Linked DNA regions of Sus scrofa: region 2 is linked to region 1. A link is a contact called in public HiChIP or PLAC-seq data. All regions are on one chromosome and are shown on one strand. Each heading gives the region's core, a stretch centred on a gene start, on an enhancer-like site or on the middle of the called end of the contact. The rest is flanking DNA. Distances are from core to core; before and after follow the strand shown.

What was found. HiChIP or PLAC-seq counts read pairs in DNA pulled down with a chosen protein or histone mark.
Region 2: a contact with region 1 is called in an H3K27ac HiChIP or PLAC-seq map of alveolar macrophages. The contact joins the promoter of CFLAR here to the promoter of NDUFB3 in region 1. A contact is called at or near these places in 1 of 5 promoter capture datasets (liver), 7 of 47 Hi-C or Micro-C datasets (alveolar macrophages, embryonic fibroblasts, epiblast stem cells and 3 more) and 2 of 2 datasets of contacts at active chromatin or transcription factors (alveolar macrophages and skeletal muscle).

Annotation. Positions count from the first base shown.
Region 1 is chr15:104,745,464-104,749,120 of Sscrofa11.1, reverse strand. NDUFB3 (NADH dehydrogenase [ubiquinone] 1 beta subcomplex subunit 3) reads right to left here and starts at 1,286. Exons shown (of 4, transcript XM_021075852.1): 1 at 1,129-1,286. FAM126B (a long non-coding RNA gene) reads left to right here and starts at 1,433. Exons shown (of 12, transcript XR_002339352.1): 1 at 1,433-1,583; 2 at 2,368-2,405.
Region 2 is chr15:104,797,761-104,801,272 of Sscrofa11.1, reverse strand. It overlaps CFLAR (CASP8 and FADD like apoptosis regulator), which reads right to left and starts at 1,462. Exons shown (of 9, transcript NM_001001628.1): 1 at 1,060-1,462. The coding sequence starts at 1,355.

The DNA of each region.
Region 1 (3,657 bases), core at 37-2,536:
TAAAAACTGCGAATACGGGGAGTTCCCGTAGTGGCGCAGTGGTTAACGAATCCGACTAGGAACCATGAGGTTGCGGGTTCGGTCCCTGCCCTTGCTCAGTGGGTTAACGATCTGGCGTTGCCGTGAGCTGTGGTGTAGGTTGCAGATGCGGCTCGGATCCTGCGTTGCTGTGGCTCTGGCGTAGGCCGGAGGCTACAGCTCCGATTCGACCCCTAGCCTGGGAACCTCCATATGCCGCGGGAGCGGCCCTAGAAATGGCAAAAAGACAGAAAAAGCAAACAAATAAACAAAAAAAACCAAAACTGCGAATACGGTAGTAACATTAGAACACAAAAGACAAATTATCTATTTTCACATGTGATGTCTCTTCCAGCCCCTTTATCTGCATATATGCAATTTAAAAATAGTAATCACTGTAGTTCCCGTCTTGGCTCAGTGGAAACAATCCGACTAGGAACCATGAGGTCGCAGGCTCAATCCCTGGCCTCGCTCAGCAGGGTTAAGGATCTCGTGTTGCCATGAGCTGTGGTGTACGTCGCAGACGAGGCTCGGATCTGGCATTGCGGTGGCTCTGGCCTAGGCTGGCAGCAACAGCTCCGATTAGACCCCTAGCCTGGGAACCTCCATATGCCACGGGTGCGGCCCTCAAAAGACTAAATAAATAAATAAATAAAAACAGTAATCACTGCAAAAATTGATGTGGTTTTGTACCCTTTTTTTTCACTTTAACATTATGTCATAAACATTCATACCAGAAAAATCTTAAATCAAACCTATACTATGCATGACGGTAAGGCAGGTATTACAGTTATTCCTATTTTACAAATATTCAATTTGAGAGCTGGTAAACCAAAAAACATGGGGCAAGGGGGTGCTGCAAGTGGCAGAAGTGGAAAAATAGCATCTGTACCTAGCAACCACAAGGATTCTCACTACATCCTTCTACAATCACCTCTCACAACTCAAAGACTTCATAGTTCTCCGCTGCTAGTTCTTCGATCTCCTTCAATTTTGAGTTACATATTCTCATCATCTTTCCTCATTTAGTCTCTCCTTTTTGACAGTTCCCAGGATAGAGTCTCATTCTTATTCTCGATCAACAGATCTCCCACCAAATCCCCAATTTACCTGACAGCAATCTGACCTCTCAGGACACTCAACATTCAACCCTCCAGCCGGAGGCAACCGGAAACGGAAGTTGTCACCTTGAGTACCTCACGGCAGGAAAGCAGAGGAGAATTTTAATACCCTGGTCCTGGGGGCACAGATTCCTGGTCCAGGTGGAGATGACATGAAGATGGCTGGAAGTGGGAAATTTCCCCGCATATCTGTGCATCTGGAGTCTGACTGATGTAAGAGAAACAGTGAAGGACCCAAGGGCGGGGAAGAGCAACGAGTCTTTGTTGGGAGACCGGAATCTTTAGACGCTGCACAAAGGGAGGGCCGCGGCCATTTTTCTCCAATCAACGGAGCTGTTGTTGGAGCGTGGACCCACCCAATGGGAGGGCCGGTTGTTGCGCTGCAGTTGGCAGGCTGCTGCGGGAGGCGGTGGCGGTAAGAAGCCGGAGGCAGCGGGGTGACAGGTAGGCGGCGGCGCTGTCTTTAGGGGACACGGAGTACCAGAAAAGAGGGATTTTCTTTTTCTCTGGCTGCAGGGAGTATAGAGAGGATCTAACGTGGGTGGTTCGGAAAGGGCGGTAGCTGGAGTGTTTGTGGTTCCGGAACCTTTCAGAGACCAGGTAGCAGCTTGGGAGGGTCGTGAGGAAGAGAAAGCAGCCGAGGCGGGTGGAGGCTGAGCCCAGTGGCGACGTGGGGGCCTCGGGCGTGGGGGGCTGCGGAGGCGCCGGCGGAGACCGGAAAGAGGCGGGAGCAAGACGGTTTAATGAGGGCTGGAGGACTCCTTGCATGAAGCTCCAAGAGAGAAGAGGACGCGGCATTGCAGGCACCTGAGAGAAATCCTAGGGCTTGCTTCGTAGGGCCATTTCTCCGGGTGGGGACGGAGGGAGCGGAGAAGAAATATTTACTGGCGGTCAGATCCTTGAAACTCTTCATAGCTGTGCATTATGTAATCCATGGCTGTTATTTACCCAAACAAGTAGGTTGCCCTCCTGGAAGAAGAGATCTTGCAACCTATTGATATGTCAGAATAGTTTTTTTCACTGCTTTGACTGTTTTCTACCCTGGCAGGCTCTGTGGGCGAGGAAGCATGAAGGATAGAGTAGTCACGAAGAGCTCATCCCAAATATGGACTTGGGCTGAGAGATAATGTTTGTTTGAGATGAGCGTGGCCAGGTTCACGTTTTATAGTTCGTGAATTTGTTTTGAGGGTCAAGGCTAATTTAAAAAAAATTTTTTTTTAATCTTCAGGAAAGTGGAGAGCCTCAAGAACTTATATATACTACGAGGTAAGTGCAAGTTGGAAAATGACTAGATAATTAGTTGGTAGATTTTTTTTTTTTTACCCCCTAAATATTATGAAAGTTAGAGACTGTGAAAATAAGGTGGTGGTCTGAATTCGTTTGGTTTTTTGTTTCTGTTTTTTTTTTTTTTTTTTTTTTTTTTTTTTTTTTTTTGCCGGGGGAATCACCTTTTTAAGTAATTTGCTCTGTAAGTTGAGAAGCTATTTATGAATTATTTATTTCTTGGGTTTAAAAAGTATGTTCTTTGTATCTCTCCAGTAGAGGTAAAATGCATTTATAGACATAATTACTTGTACATCATCGTGGGTTTTTTTTTTTTAGTTTTTTTAATTCATTTTTTGCACAATGAAATGTAGAATTAAAATAGGAATTCCATTCAGTGTGTATTATGAAATGACAGACTATGAAAAACTTGATTTTATAGCTCACTGTTTTAAAGGAAGCATTATAAATGTCTAAAATGTAAGCTGATTGAAAAGTTGCTTTTAGCTTGGAAGATAAAGACTAATGTAGTATTAGCAAGTGTATCATTTTCCTGAGCTTACTTTAATACTGCATGTCAGAAAAACTTTCTAAGATGTGATTTTTTTCTCTTACTAATAAATTATATTAATATAACCCAGAAACTAAATCTAAAAATGCCTTTATGAATGTCATTTAATAAAGAGGTGTATCATTAGAGTTTGTTTTTAAATGTTTAGAGTGCTGAGATATTTATCAGTGTTTCGGATAATAATTTTGACGCTTGGTGTTTCATTCTTTGTCTTTTTATCTTTTGGCAAGAACAATACTCTCAGTCACAGAACAGTTCTGTTTCCATTTTAGGTATAGGTCTTTAGTGTGAGTATATGTGAATAAATCTCTGCTTTTATGCTGGGTGGTATGTGTGTCTCTATGTGTGTATGTGTTTCTTCTGATTATGTAACCAGCCTACTAGAGCTGTCTTAGAGAACTAATGGTTGATTTTGAATGGCCAGTAGGTGTCATTGTGGAATGTAATAAAGTTGAACATTGAGTAGGAAATTACTAAGTGGTTTAAGGAACACTAGTCCAAATTAGAACATAATAATGATTGGCTGATTATTTATACATCATTAGAAATCCTCTTTTCTGGTGCATTCCAGTATTGGAGTTGATTATAAGGAATTTGAAACAAAGGCTGTAAAGAAGTATAGTTGTTTGCTCTAAAATGGACCTTGAAAGTTTTTAAATCTAACTCTTAAGCTATCTTGACATG
Region 2 (3,512 bases), core at 213-2,712, 52 kb before region 1:
ACAGGCCTTTGGACCTCAAGCCTCAGACACGTCCCAAGGCCCACAGTGCTTTCAACTCGCTTTCATATAGTTTTTAATCATGCATGTCATCTCCAAATACATATTTTTAAAAAAAATTTTTTTAATTTTTTGGCCACCCCGCAGCATACAGAGTTCCAGGGTCAGGGATCAGATTTGAGCCACAGCTGTGGCAATGCTGGACCCCTTAACATACTGTGCCGGGCTGGGGATCGAACCTGCATCCTGGCACTGCAGAGTTGTCACCGATCCTGTTTCACCACAGCGGTAATTCAACATACACATGATTGATATAACTAAAGGCTGGTGAGAAAGGAATCACTAATTTAAGGTTACAAATTCTCTTTCTTTCCCACAGTGGCTTCTGTGCTCCTCTGAACCACCAAGAGCCTGCTGTGTGAACAGAAGGAAGGAACAGCTCAAGGGGACTCCAGCAGCCGTTCCTCTCTGGACTGAAGGGAACCTAGAGGTGGCTGATTGAGGGTATGTTCAATCTGGGGTCCCCAGCACCTGCATGAACAGGAACCTTACAGAAACGCACAGAAAGTGAGCCAACCCCACTAACTTCCTCAGCAGGGGAAAGACTGACCCATGGGGACTCAGGAGGGTTAACAAAGCTTTACAAAGGTCAGGAAGATTACTGTCAGACTTGTTATTTCCTTTCTCGGTGGGGAAATTGCCAGGCGCTGACATCACAGAAAATCAAGCTAGCAAAGAACACAGCAGATCTCGCAATCAGAAGCCATTTTAAGAGAACTAGCTCTTAGTCATTCCTTTCTCTCACCCCACTCTTCGGGCAAACCCATCCATCCAGCCCTTCTCCTTTCATTCAGTTGATTCTACCCAAGTACTTTAAGCAAACACGTCCCAAAAGTTCAAGGAGTTCAGAGGAATGAAGCAGCAGCAACACGGCAGTAGGAGCAGTGGGTTGAGAAAGGAATGCGGCTGCTGTTCCCCACTGTCCTCATTTCTATGATGCTCAAGTCCAGACCTCCTCCCTCCCTCCCACCAGTCCAGTCTCGGGAAGGGCTGAGGAATTACCTATAGTCTGAAATAAGATGAGGGTGCCTGAGCAGCTGGGCCTCCACTGTCCGTCTGTCCATCTTCAAGATCCTCTTGAGCAAGTCAAACCGCCTGACTCTGTAGAGCAGCTCAGCCAGGCTCACAAGAGACAGCTTTCCCCTCTCTCTTAAAATATCCAGAAGGTCCCTGACATTAAGTGGAACCACATCTGCAGCAATGTCTCGGCACAAAAAAAGAAGTATCTCCTTCTCATCTTCATCAAGTGCTTCTTCCACCTGATGGATGACCTCAGCCGACATTCTGTACAGTGTCATTCCAAGGAACGGCAGTAAGAGAAATCTAGTCCAGTCAACAGAAGCCCACGAGGGTACTGACTTCATTTCTGATGGTTTTCTTCATTTCTTTCAGAATCCTTTCCAATGGAGGAGTTCTGTGGTTAAAAGGGAATTTTTTTTTTTAAAAAAAAATCCTCCTATCAAAGTCACTAAAATTCCAGGTATAGGCCTTTCCTTTTCTTGTTGGTCTCCCTAATCTAGCAGGTTAAATTTCATACTGTTAAATCTATAGAAAGCGATCCTCTCAGTAGACAAAGCAACTGACCCCCAAACCAGAAGGGACGAAGAAGATAACACTATTTTTAAAGGAAATGAAACTAGCGACAAATCACCTCCCCAAAAATCCCACGTACTTTAACAGAATTTATTGAACACAAACTATGGTAAGGGGGAAATCACAGCTAGGGACTTAATGACTAAGTGGCAAATGGATGACCTTGGTGGAGGGCAGAGAAAAAGCCCAATGACTAAGCAGCTAACTGGATGAGAGAAGCTGAGATCACAGATAACTTCCCTTCCCTGACCCCCAAGTAGGCTTAAACAAATACGAATCTTAGCAAAGGGACCCCAGCAGGGCTTCAAAAAATGGTGGGAGAAAAGAGGTTTCTGTACCTACCCCACCCCATTTTTCCAGTTGTTCGACTTTGAAACCCCACATTCACACCTGCTGCCATCCTCCCAAAGTCCCCAGCCCTTTCCACAGCATCATCATGAATGCTCCTAGGACCTGCCACCACAGCTAAATGGGTCTTGTTAAGTTTGGATCACCTCTTCTGACCCTTGGAAGGGTCAGAAGCCCCCACTTACGTTACACTGCCGGACAACAATTATCACTAGAGTTCCTAACAGTGTAAATGGAAGGAAGGAGGTGAAGCCGAAGAGCTGGAGAAAGATCTGGGAACTGGGTGGGAGCAGTAGGGAATTCATGTCATGGGGTGAACTTCTCAACCTCTTCCATTGGAACACAATCTATTTTCTTTCAAAATTGGTTGTAAATGGTGGTCCCTGTCTAAAGTTTCATAGCTACATTTTATGGTAAATAATCTCTTATGTTCTGGGAGAGTACCTTGTCTGTTTCTACCACAGAAGCTTTCAGGTTAAAAGCTAATCTGAACAAAAAAATAATTGGAAACAGAACCCAGCTGTAAGTTAGCAACTTTCTGCTAACTGCTGCTACATATTTGTGTACAAGTATATTTATATATGTATCTAGCTAGATTTGGTGAAAGGAACACTGAAATCTATTTATTTTTGTACACAGTCTCAATTCACAAAAGATGAGGCATCTTACAGTAAAACGCATCAGGAGAATAAAAAATTTATATGAGAACAAGGGGGGAAATTAGGTTAGAAAGTCAAAATGAGGTAGATTAATAATGCAAATATGCAGGCCAGAAAGACTTAAACAGATTCTAGTAGACCTTCAATTTGCCTCAAGCTTCCTGGCAGTCAAAGCGAAAAGGGAAATATGGGACGTTAAATAGCTCTTGCTGCCAAAAACAAGAAAAATGAAACAGATTCTTAGAGGAACTACAATTTCCCTAGAGTTCCAGAATTCCTCATCAATGAAAATATTACTGAGTACTTTAGTGTCTGAAATTAACAAAATTACATTTATTTAAATTTTCATTTTTATTCTACTACTTGGCCACACCCACGGCATGCGGAAGTTCCTGGGCCAGGGACTGAACCAGTGCCACAGCTGTGGCAACACTGGATCCTTAACCCACCACACCACATGGGAGCTTCCCAAATTTTACTTTATATTTTAAAAAGGTAAAATATTTATTTTAAAATAAATAAACCCATTCATGCATATCTTTCACACTCGCCTTCCCACAGCCAGTCTACATGGGTGAGTTCTTAATAAAAATAGACATTTTAGTTAATGTAGCCTTGCTAACAAGTATTGGTGCTTCTATACCAATCCCGCGCTCATTCAGCCAAGCCTCACTTAAATACAGCCATTCTGAATAACTGGAGAAATGAAATTTACCAAACAATTGCTCAGTGAAAGTACAAAATACTGGTACCCAGACTGCACTGTTATTATTATTGTTGTTGTTGTTGTTATTATTATTATTATTATTAGCTTTTTAGGACCGCACCCACAGCATATGGAAGTTCCCAGGCTAG